Regions from separate parts of the Sus scrofa genome. Here all the other regions are linked to region 1. A link is a contact called in public HiChIP or PLAC-seq data. All regions are on one chromosome and are shown on one strand. The core of a region is the stretch at or near the end of the contact, and the rest is flanking DNA. Distances in the headings are between cores, read along the strand shown.

The links. HiChIP or PLAC-seq counts read pairs in DNA pulled down with a chosen protein or histone mark.
Region 2: a contact with region 1 is called in an H3K27ac HiChIP or PLAC-seq map of skeletal muscle. The contact joins two enhancer-like sites. A contact is called at or near these places in 2 of 2 datasets of contacts at active chromatin or transcription factors (alveolar macrophages and skeletal muscle).
Region 3: a contact with region 1 is called in an H3K27ac HiChIP or PLAC-seq map of skeletal muscle. The contact joins two enhancer-like sites. A contact is called at or near these places in 2 of 2 datasets of contacts at active chromatin or transcription factors (alveolar macrophages and skeletal muscle).

The regions. Positions count from the first base shown.
Region 1 is chr7:4,245,245-4,247,957 of Sscrofa11.1, forward strand. No RefSeq gene overlaps it. Among named protein-coding and RNA genes, the nearest start is that of LY86, 140 kb to the left of the region's middle. Within about 2 kb of position 1,252, at least 16 of the 83 cell types and tissues checked have an H3K27ac peak or open chromatin away from gene starts, as enhancers often do. A contact at or near this core is called in skeletal muscle, where this site is marked.
Region 2 is chr7:4,554,055-4,556,754 of Sscrofa11.1, forward strand. The region is part of intron 1 of RREB1 (ras-responsive element-binding protein 1); the gene reads left to right. Among named protein-coding and RNA genes, the nearest start is that of RREB1, 43 kb to the left of the region's middle. Within about 2 kb of position 1,362, at least 17 of the 83 cell types and tissues checked have an H3K27ac peak or open chromatin away from gene starts, as enhancers often do. A contact at or near this core is called in skeletal muscle, where this site is marked.
Region 3 is chr7:4,611,990-4,614,689 of Sscrofa11.1, forward strand. All of the region lies in intron 8 of RREB1 (ras-responsive element-binding protein 1), which reads left to right. Among named protein-coding and RNA genes, the nearest start is that of SSR1, 73 kb to the right of the region's middle. Within about 2 kb of position 1,357, at least 31 of the 83 cell types and tissues checked have an H3K27ac peak or open chromatin away from gene starts, as enhancers often do. A contact at or near this core is called in skeletal muscle, where this site is marked.

The DNA of each region.
Region 1 (2,713 bases), core at 2-2,501:
CACAATGGGAACTCCAGAAATACTGATTTTTATAGAAAAAAATGAAAACCTGTACTGGCCTGTGAAAAATATAAAATCCAGATTTCCCCTCAATCCATCCGTGTGGAGGAACTTTTTAGGAGGCCTCCAGGCAAGTCGTGGTGTGAGATGCGCCACAGAGTTCATATTAACATACAAAACTTTCAACTGGATGAGGGCAGGAGAGAACTAACCAGAGAAAACTGAAGATACACCCTCTGCTGTTACATGCGGAAGGCTTCCTGCCAGCAGGTGTATGTGCGTTTGCATGTATATGAATATGTATATACCTGCCTATATATTATGGATGTATATGGAAGTGTGTATGTTTGTGTACACACCTGTATTATGTATTGATGTGTCTGCATGTGAGTGTATTCATGCGTATGTGTGCGTGTGTATGCATGTGTATTGTGTTCATATGCGTGTAGGTACTTGTGTGTGTACATGTGTATTCATGTGTGCATGTGTGTACATGTATATGTATGCATGTATATGTTACTATGTATCTCTGTGTACATGTGTACATGTGTGTATTGTTTGTGTGGGTGTGTATGGGTGTACGTGTGTGTGCATGTGTGTTGCATGTGCATGCACGTGTGTGCAGATGTGTGCTGCGTGTGTCTGTGTTGAGGGTCAGAGGCACAGCCCTCTTAGGTACCACATGTCTTTCGCCATCATTCCTTCCAAAACAGGAAAAAGCCTCAGGCGAGCCACGCAGGCCTCAGAAACCTTGCGCTTCTGTCTCGGGTTCCGCCTGCGGGATTACCCCAGAGCGCCGCCGAGGCCGCGAAGCCCCGGCCCGCATCACCCACGGCAGCTCGGGCCTGAAGCAGGTGTGGCAGCGACACAGGTGGTTGGTTTGTCAGGGTCAGATTGGCACATCTCTAGCCTAGGGCTCTAGGGGAACGTTTAGATGTCGTTTCAGGGGTACGGTGTTCAGCTCCCCGGCGTCAAAGGCAGGCCCCTGCACGCTTCCCTCCCACATCCTGGTCTGGTGGGAGGGGAGAGGGCAAAGGGAAGGCGAGGAAGGAGGGAGGAGGGAGGGAGGGGGGAGGGGGAGCGAGAGGGGTGGGGCAGTGGGCGGGGAGGGAATGAGGGGGGCTGTCCTGCAGCCTTTCCGACTCGCCCCAGAAACCCCTTCTCAGGCACACGGGACTCCCCCGGCCCAGCCCTGGGAATCAGCCTTGTTTACCCAGCTCAGGGCGCTCCCTTTGCAGTTGCTATAGCAACCACCAGGGGTCAGTTTATAGAAGGAGACTCAGCGCTCCAGCTCCGTGCGGAGCCCAGCTGAAAACAATAGACCGGGACACCCGGGAAGGAAGCACATTGAAAACTTTGCCAGGAGCAGAAGCATCGCTCAGAGCAGAAGATATCCCTCGGCGATGCCGCGTTTCTTCTTTGCCGCTAGAGCTATTCTAGAACAGCGGAGGGGAGAGTGGGTCTAATCATTGCATCTTCCAGATTTTCCCCTCCCACCCTCTGCCACCCTTCCGCCCCCCGGCCCTCATGGCCTGAAGGCAGATGTTAGGAGTTGAGGTAACAAGGGCCGCTGACGGGGTTCATTTAAAGTGATAACTTCATTCATATAAGGTATTCACTGAGGATCAGAGAGATCCTTACAAACTCATTTTTCCGTCTTTCTCATGGGGACGGAGGCAGCAGCCACAAGAACCGCGGGCTCATCTAGAGGTGCAAGCCAAACAAAATGGAACAGAGAGCATGCTGGGAATCTCTCAGGATGCAGGATGCTAGGATGCTGTCCAGTGAAGACTTTCCAGCTCTAACCCGACTAGCCAACCAGATCTAGCAAATTTTAAAAGTACAGGGTGCCCAATTAAATGAGATTTTCAGATAAACAACAAATGGATTTTTACAAGCCTATCCCACGAAATCTTTGGGCTATCTATAGCGGAAGCTGAATTTAACCCAACCCTATTCTAATCCTCCTCATTACCGCTGCCTCCGGGAAAAAAAGCACGACACGTGAGTTCGTCCTCTGCGGCCAATCATGTGCCAGATCACCGTTTAGGGTGATCTGATCCTTGGACTATCCTGCCGACAGTGGAAAAATGAAAAGGCATTGTTTACCTGAACGTAAATAGTACACCAGAGGCAGGTCAACTGCCCATGGGCGGGCGAGGCTCCTGACCGTCGTCCCTCAGATCTAAACACCTGCTCTAGGAGTTTGATGGCTCAAAAGGAAAGAATCCAGTGCTGGTATGACTTTGACTTTTTCACAAAGTGTAAAAGTCAGCTTCCTAAAGAATAATGGTTCTTATTTCTTTGACAGGAAAAGCATTTTTTTTTCTTGGCCGTGGCCATGATCCCTCGGAAGTTCCTGGCTCAGGGATTGAACCCCTATCACACCAGCAACCGGAGCCACTGCAGTGACAACACCAGACCCTTAACCTGCTAGGCTGCCAGGGAACTCCAGGAAAAGCATTTTTAATGAGTTTTTTGTTTGTTTGTTTTTGTTTTGCCCAGGAATAAATGACTTTGGCTTCCCAGTGTTAGGCGGGGGAAACTGGAGTGGAAAAGACACTCAGGGGAGCTGGTAGGCGGTCTCTGTCCATGGGGTCCTCTGTGGTTTGGGGGCCTGGGCACTCACGTCCACAGTGAGAAAGCAGCATCGGCTTTAGCAAAGTCACCCTCTGCCCAGCTCGCCTTTGGCTCAGGTTTTGCTGCTTCATCA
Region 2 (2,700 bases), core at 112-2,611, 310 kb after region 1:
CCCCGGCTTTTCGATGTGTCCCGGAGCCTGCTCCGCTGAAGTCCCCGTGGAGAGGGTTCTCCAGAGAAGTGCTTTTGGCTCCTGGGACCCGGAAGGACCTGTGTGACTCTTACTACCTATTTTAAAATTTCCTCTTCCCAATTCTTTTTGTGTAATTCATAAATTTTCTAGTTTAAGTTGTTGAATTGCTCTAGATGACATTTTTGTTTCGGCTGTGCGTGTTGGGGGGGGTGGTGGCAGTTTTTTTTATAAGAGGAGCATCTTTATGATGTTTAATTCCACATAATCTGGAAGGTAGCAGACGGCAGTTCATCACCTGCGTGTTAGGTTGCAGATTTTCCTAGGTCGACTAGAAATTAGGATTTTTTTTCAACAAGTGGTTTTGTGATTACGTGGTGATGCTTTTACCATAAAGAGATCACCTTCTCCTCTTTGGGCAAAACAGGATCTTAATTTGCCTATGATTTAATACATTTGAAACCTTTTCCTTCTGGCCTGCCTTCTGGCCTGTCAAGGGATTCTGATGTCTTGTGTGCGTGTGTGTGTGCGCGCGTGCGCGCGTGCATACCTACTTTGTTTCATGGGGCTTTTGGTCTGAGTCCTTCATTGTTTACTTTTCAAGTTTTCAACGCTTCTTAGCATATTTAACTTTCCAAATTATTGGCAACTGTTACATCATGTTGCAGAGAAGAATTTTTATATCTGGTGAAAAATGGACCCAATATGGGAGGATCAAAGAAAAAACTCATCTTTTTGTTGAATCCAAGCGAATGAGAGGACGGTAGAAATCCTAGCTAACTGATTTTGTTACAATCAACACCTGGGTTTGATAGGTTGGACTGAAGACCGATGGGAAGGTGCATTTTATAACGATGATAGGAATTGTTTTAATGGGGTTCATCTAAGCTGTGCTGAATTATCAAACAAACTTTAAAACCTCAGCGGCTCAACCCACAGAATGTCGCTGCCTTTCCTGGGAAGGCCCAGCAGCTCTCTAGAATAGCTCCCTTCCAGGCACTGACCCAGAGTCCAGGCACTGACCCAGAGTCCAGGCACACACACATCCCTCCATGTTCCGCTGCCAGCAGAGAGCCAGCAGGCCGCAACTTGCTCACAGCCCATTGGTCAGAACATATCACATGATCTGCCACATGCAGAGGCGCAGGGGTGCTAGGTGGCGTGAAAGAACACGTGGGTATTCTCTGAGCCATAAACTGCTGCGCCATTCACCTTATTTTATCTCCTCCTGGCTCACTGCAGATAAATAAGCTAGGTAAGGCTTAGGCCTGCAGCACAGAATACCAGGAGTAACCGGTCCTCAGAGCAGTGCTTCTCTGAGGGCTGCAGCCTCAGACCAGCATGGGCAGCAGCACCATCACCTGGGATCTTGTTAGAAACACAAATTCTTAGGCCCCACCCCCGACCTTCTGAGTCAGAAACTGGAGGCGGGGCCCAGAAATCTGTTGCGGTTGTCGCTCTGGATGCTTGCTGCTAAAGTTTGAGAACCACCGTCTTGGGGGAACCGAATGTCTTCAGCACCTGTTGAACTGGTGGTGGATCAGCCCTAAAGTGCTGCTGTGCGCTTGTTGCTGGGCCTGCACAGCACGGGATGCTCAGTGGGAGCCGTGCTGGGAACAGCAGGCACGTGGGGCGTTTGCACGAGGTCCCAGACTGTATGTACCTGCTTCGCAGCGGCCCGCACCCCGCCTCTGCAGGTGGGGGACCTGAGGCAGAGAGGCTCTGTAACCAGGAGCAGTGCCGCCGCGGCAGAGGAGGGGAAGAGGCAGGATTCGAACCCGAGCAGTGCAGCCCCTGGCGTCCACTCCTTCCCTGTGGTGCGATGCTGCCTGCCCATCACAGGGTAGCAACCCTGTGGAAGTTTTTCCACTTTCTCCGGAATGGAGACAGTCTGCCCGAATGAGCAGGAAGCGTGGGGTGTTGGTGGCAGTGCCCCGGCGAGCTGCGCCCCCTCACCACAGCTTCATTCGTTGGTGGTTTGCGTGTGTTGTGGGCTGTGACGGCCGTGGCCAGTCCTGGGGGTGTGTGCCAGGCAGTCGTGCGGCCCAGGCGCTTAGACCCGAGCAGGGCCTGGCAGAGGCCGAACGAGGTTGCTGGTGGGAGGTGTTTGCTCAGCGGGCCCTGGGTCCGTCACACCAGGAGCACTTTCCTCCGTTAACCGGTGGGCAAGCTTTGGCCGTGAGAGTGCCCTGTTCTCAGCCCCGTCCCTTCTGAGTCTTCTTCCAGTTTCCATCATCATCTGTCTGCTAAGACGCGCCTCTGGGGCTGCTTCCACGAGGTGGTCTCAAGACGAGCTTTCTGAGTGTGAATAGACGACTGTGTCTTTTTTCCCAAGAAAATGGATAAAAGGGGTCTCCTTCCACTTGGGCAATTCAGGTCGAGTTAGATGCAATCTGATCTTTTTGAGTTTCGAGCTGATTGAAAAGGATTTTCCAAGCAGCATTGAGAACGGCTTTTCAAGCAGCTGTGTTTCCTTGCATCGTTTTCAAGTTTGTGGTGATGAACTGCATTTTCTCTCTTCCAGGTGGGTCTGTTGTGTGTGGCCGCTTAGGTGGCTCAGCTGGCCCCTGTGCTCCTTTGCTGCTCCTGTCCCTGTGCTTTAGCAGCCTAGGACTGAGCTGGTCCCCGGGCAGCCCTGCCTGTAGGTAGAGGATAAAGATAGCATCACCCCTTTCGGTTTTC
Region 3 (2,700 bases), core at 107-2,606, 370 kb after region 1:
GGATGAAAGGAGATCAGGTAATAAATAATTTTTAAATTGTTTCAGTTAAATTATTTCAATAATTTAAAAATTATTTCAGTTAAACTGCATCTGGCAAATGAATGAACGCTTGTTGTGCGCCAGGCGCTTGACCAGACTTAAGAGAAAAGCAGTGACGGTGGAGACAGGGCCCCTTAAGGGCCGTCAGAAAACAGTGAGTGAGCCATTCTCGCGGAGTGAAGGGGGTCAGGCTGAGGCCAGGTGGGCCGGTGGCCTGCTGTCCAAGCTTGGCTGGCAGGCCGAAAGCTGCCCTTGGCATTTTACCCCCGATGCCGTGGCGCCCCCATGTGCTTGCCCGGCTCAGGGCCTCTGCCCCATCCGACGGGATCCTGGATGTTTGTGAGACAGACACCCCTAAATCTGCAGTGGGAGTTCGTGCCAGGGGAACCTGGTGGGCTCTGCAGGGGCAGCTCCCTGTGCCGCCAGGGTGGGGGAGAGGTGCCAGAACCTTCTTCCTCTGGAGTCTCCGGTGCTCCGAGGAGTGTTCGGCTCCCTTCACTGCACCCCGCTGCCTCTGCCCCGCCCCCGCCCGTCATCTGCAGGGGACCCTAACAGAGATTCCCATGGCGCTGGTCCCGTGCTTGTTAAATGTCAACCTAAAAATAGGGAGAGGGCATGACAAAATCCTCGTCAGCATCTCAAATTTAAGAGTCCCTGGGTCTCCAAGGCTCAGCCAGGTGGAGCAGATTGGAAACGATGCTGGGGGCTGAGCGAGGGGAGGGCATGTGCCCTTCCGTAGCCGGAAGCCGGAGGCACCTTGGGCAGGGTTGCCCCCTCCCTATCCTGCCCACGGCCCCTCCGAGACTCGGCTCCTGGGCTCCCGCCAGCCCACCCGCAGAGCAGCCCCTGGACCTGCCCCGCTTCACACCACGCCGCTTCGGTGGAACAGCCCGGGCAGGGCGTCAGGACGCGGTGTGCAGCCCGGCGGATTCCTGGGCGTGGGGAGGGCAGGCCGCTGCGGGCCAGGGCCCTGTCACAGGGCCATCACTGTTGCTCCTGGCAACTGGGAGAGATTAGTGCAGCTGCTGGATGTCAGTTCTCTGGCTGGGCCTGGAGGGAGGGCAGGGGTGGGCAGGGGGAGAGGAATGTCTGAACTGGGTGGGGCCCCGACCAGAGGTTGTTTGCACTCACCCCTCCTTGCCTCTGGAGACAGAACAGGGAAAACGAAGCATGAAATCCCTTTAAAAAAGGAATGTCAGTCCCTCGGTTAAAACGCTATAATGAGTAAGAAATTCAGTCTCCTGAGGAAGTAGTCAGGGTGCCTGCCGCCTTCTTAGCTTCTGAGGACAGGGCCAGAGTGCTACAAAGACGGCAGGCCTCGAGGATGTGACACGGGCGTGGCAGGAGCTGGGCTGCCCGCAGCACTGGTCCTCTGAAGGACAGCCCAGCGGTGGAGGGAGGGCAGCCAGCTCCAGCCTTGCCTGAGCCTGGCATCTCCGTGACCCTGGGCTCCGTCCCCCCACCTGGAAGATGGGCGTGGGGACGCGTGAGGATGAAGGGCATGCCCCAGTCCTCCGACTGTGACAAACACTCCGTGAACCTTTCCCTGATGCTGTTATTTGAACGTGGGTCTTGTTTAGTGTGTTCAGCCTTGCAACACTTAAGTTAGGGGTTCGTGTCCCTCGCTGGGAACCCCTTCCAGTGAAACGGAGAAGGAACTGGGTGCTCTTCCCGTGGCAGAACTTGGGAACGGGTCGGCCCTTAGTCCCTGTTATAAGGCGGCACTCCTACTTCCGCTTTCGTAAAGATGGGGTAACTGAATGGCTGTTTAGACGTGGGTTGACTCCTGCCTCCCAGAGGCTGGGATCCCGGCTGTGCGGAAACCCAGACCTCCCGAAGCCTGGCAGCACCTGACACCTTTACACGCTGGGACGGCAGGTCCTCTCCCTTAGCTTGTGGGGAAAGCTGAGATTCTGAAGAAGTGTTTCCTGAGATTTGGAACTTGCCACAGCAGTCTTTCAGAAGTGCGTTTAGCATAATGAAACAGAGCAGTTTTCTTTAACCCTTTCTCGGTGACAGGATCGTGTGCCTGGCCCTCAGCTTGACAGGAGGATGTGAAAATCAGGCGCCCCAGGGAGCAGGGGGTCTCTTTGGATTGCTCTTCAGCGTTTTACCTTGTTCTGGAGGGTCAGGACCCCCAGATGAGCCCAGGGGCACTGTAGCAACCTGGGGGGAGCTACGCCCAGAACTGTGGACCCTCAAGGTTTAAAATATTTTTTCTCTCAGATTTTTGGTGGCCTTGTTTTCTGTCTCTGTAGGTCACCCGCTGGCGACTCCGCCTCCACCTTTCTCTTGGCCTGACTCGCAGTCTGTGTGCGCGGTCACCACCCGTCGCAGGTCCTCGGCACGGTTATTGGGGAAACCGCTCCATTTGTGGTTACCCGTTCCTTGTTTCCTGGCCGGGGCCGGTTAAGTCACTGTCAGCCCTGCTGGGAGTTGCCCCGCGGACGGCTTCTTCCTCCGCCCTCGTCCCTGCAGAGTGCCCACGCCACGCCACAATCGCCACGCCACAATCGTGTGTTTATCACACCACGTTTCTACCCCAGCCCAGAGCCATGAGCTGTCCTCTAAAAATTAGTAACAAGGCCGGACGGAGTGTCCCTTACAGGCACGTGATGCAAAAGGACGGCTCTGCGGCGTCCATCCCCACGGGGCGGGCCC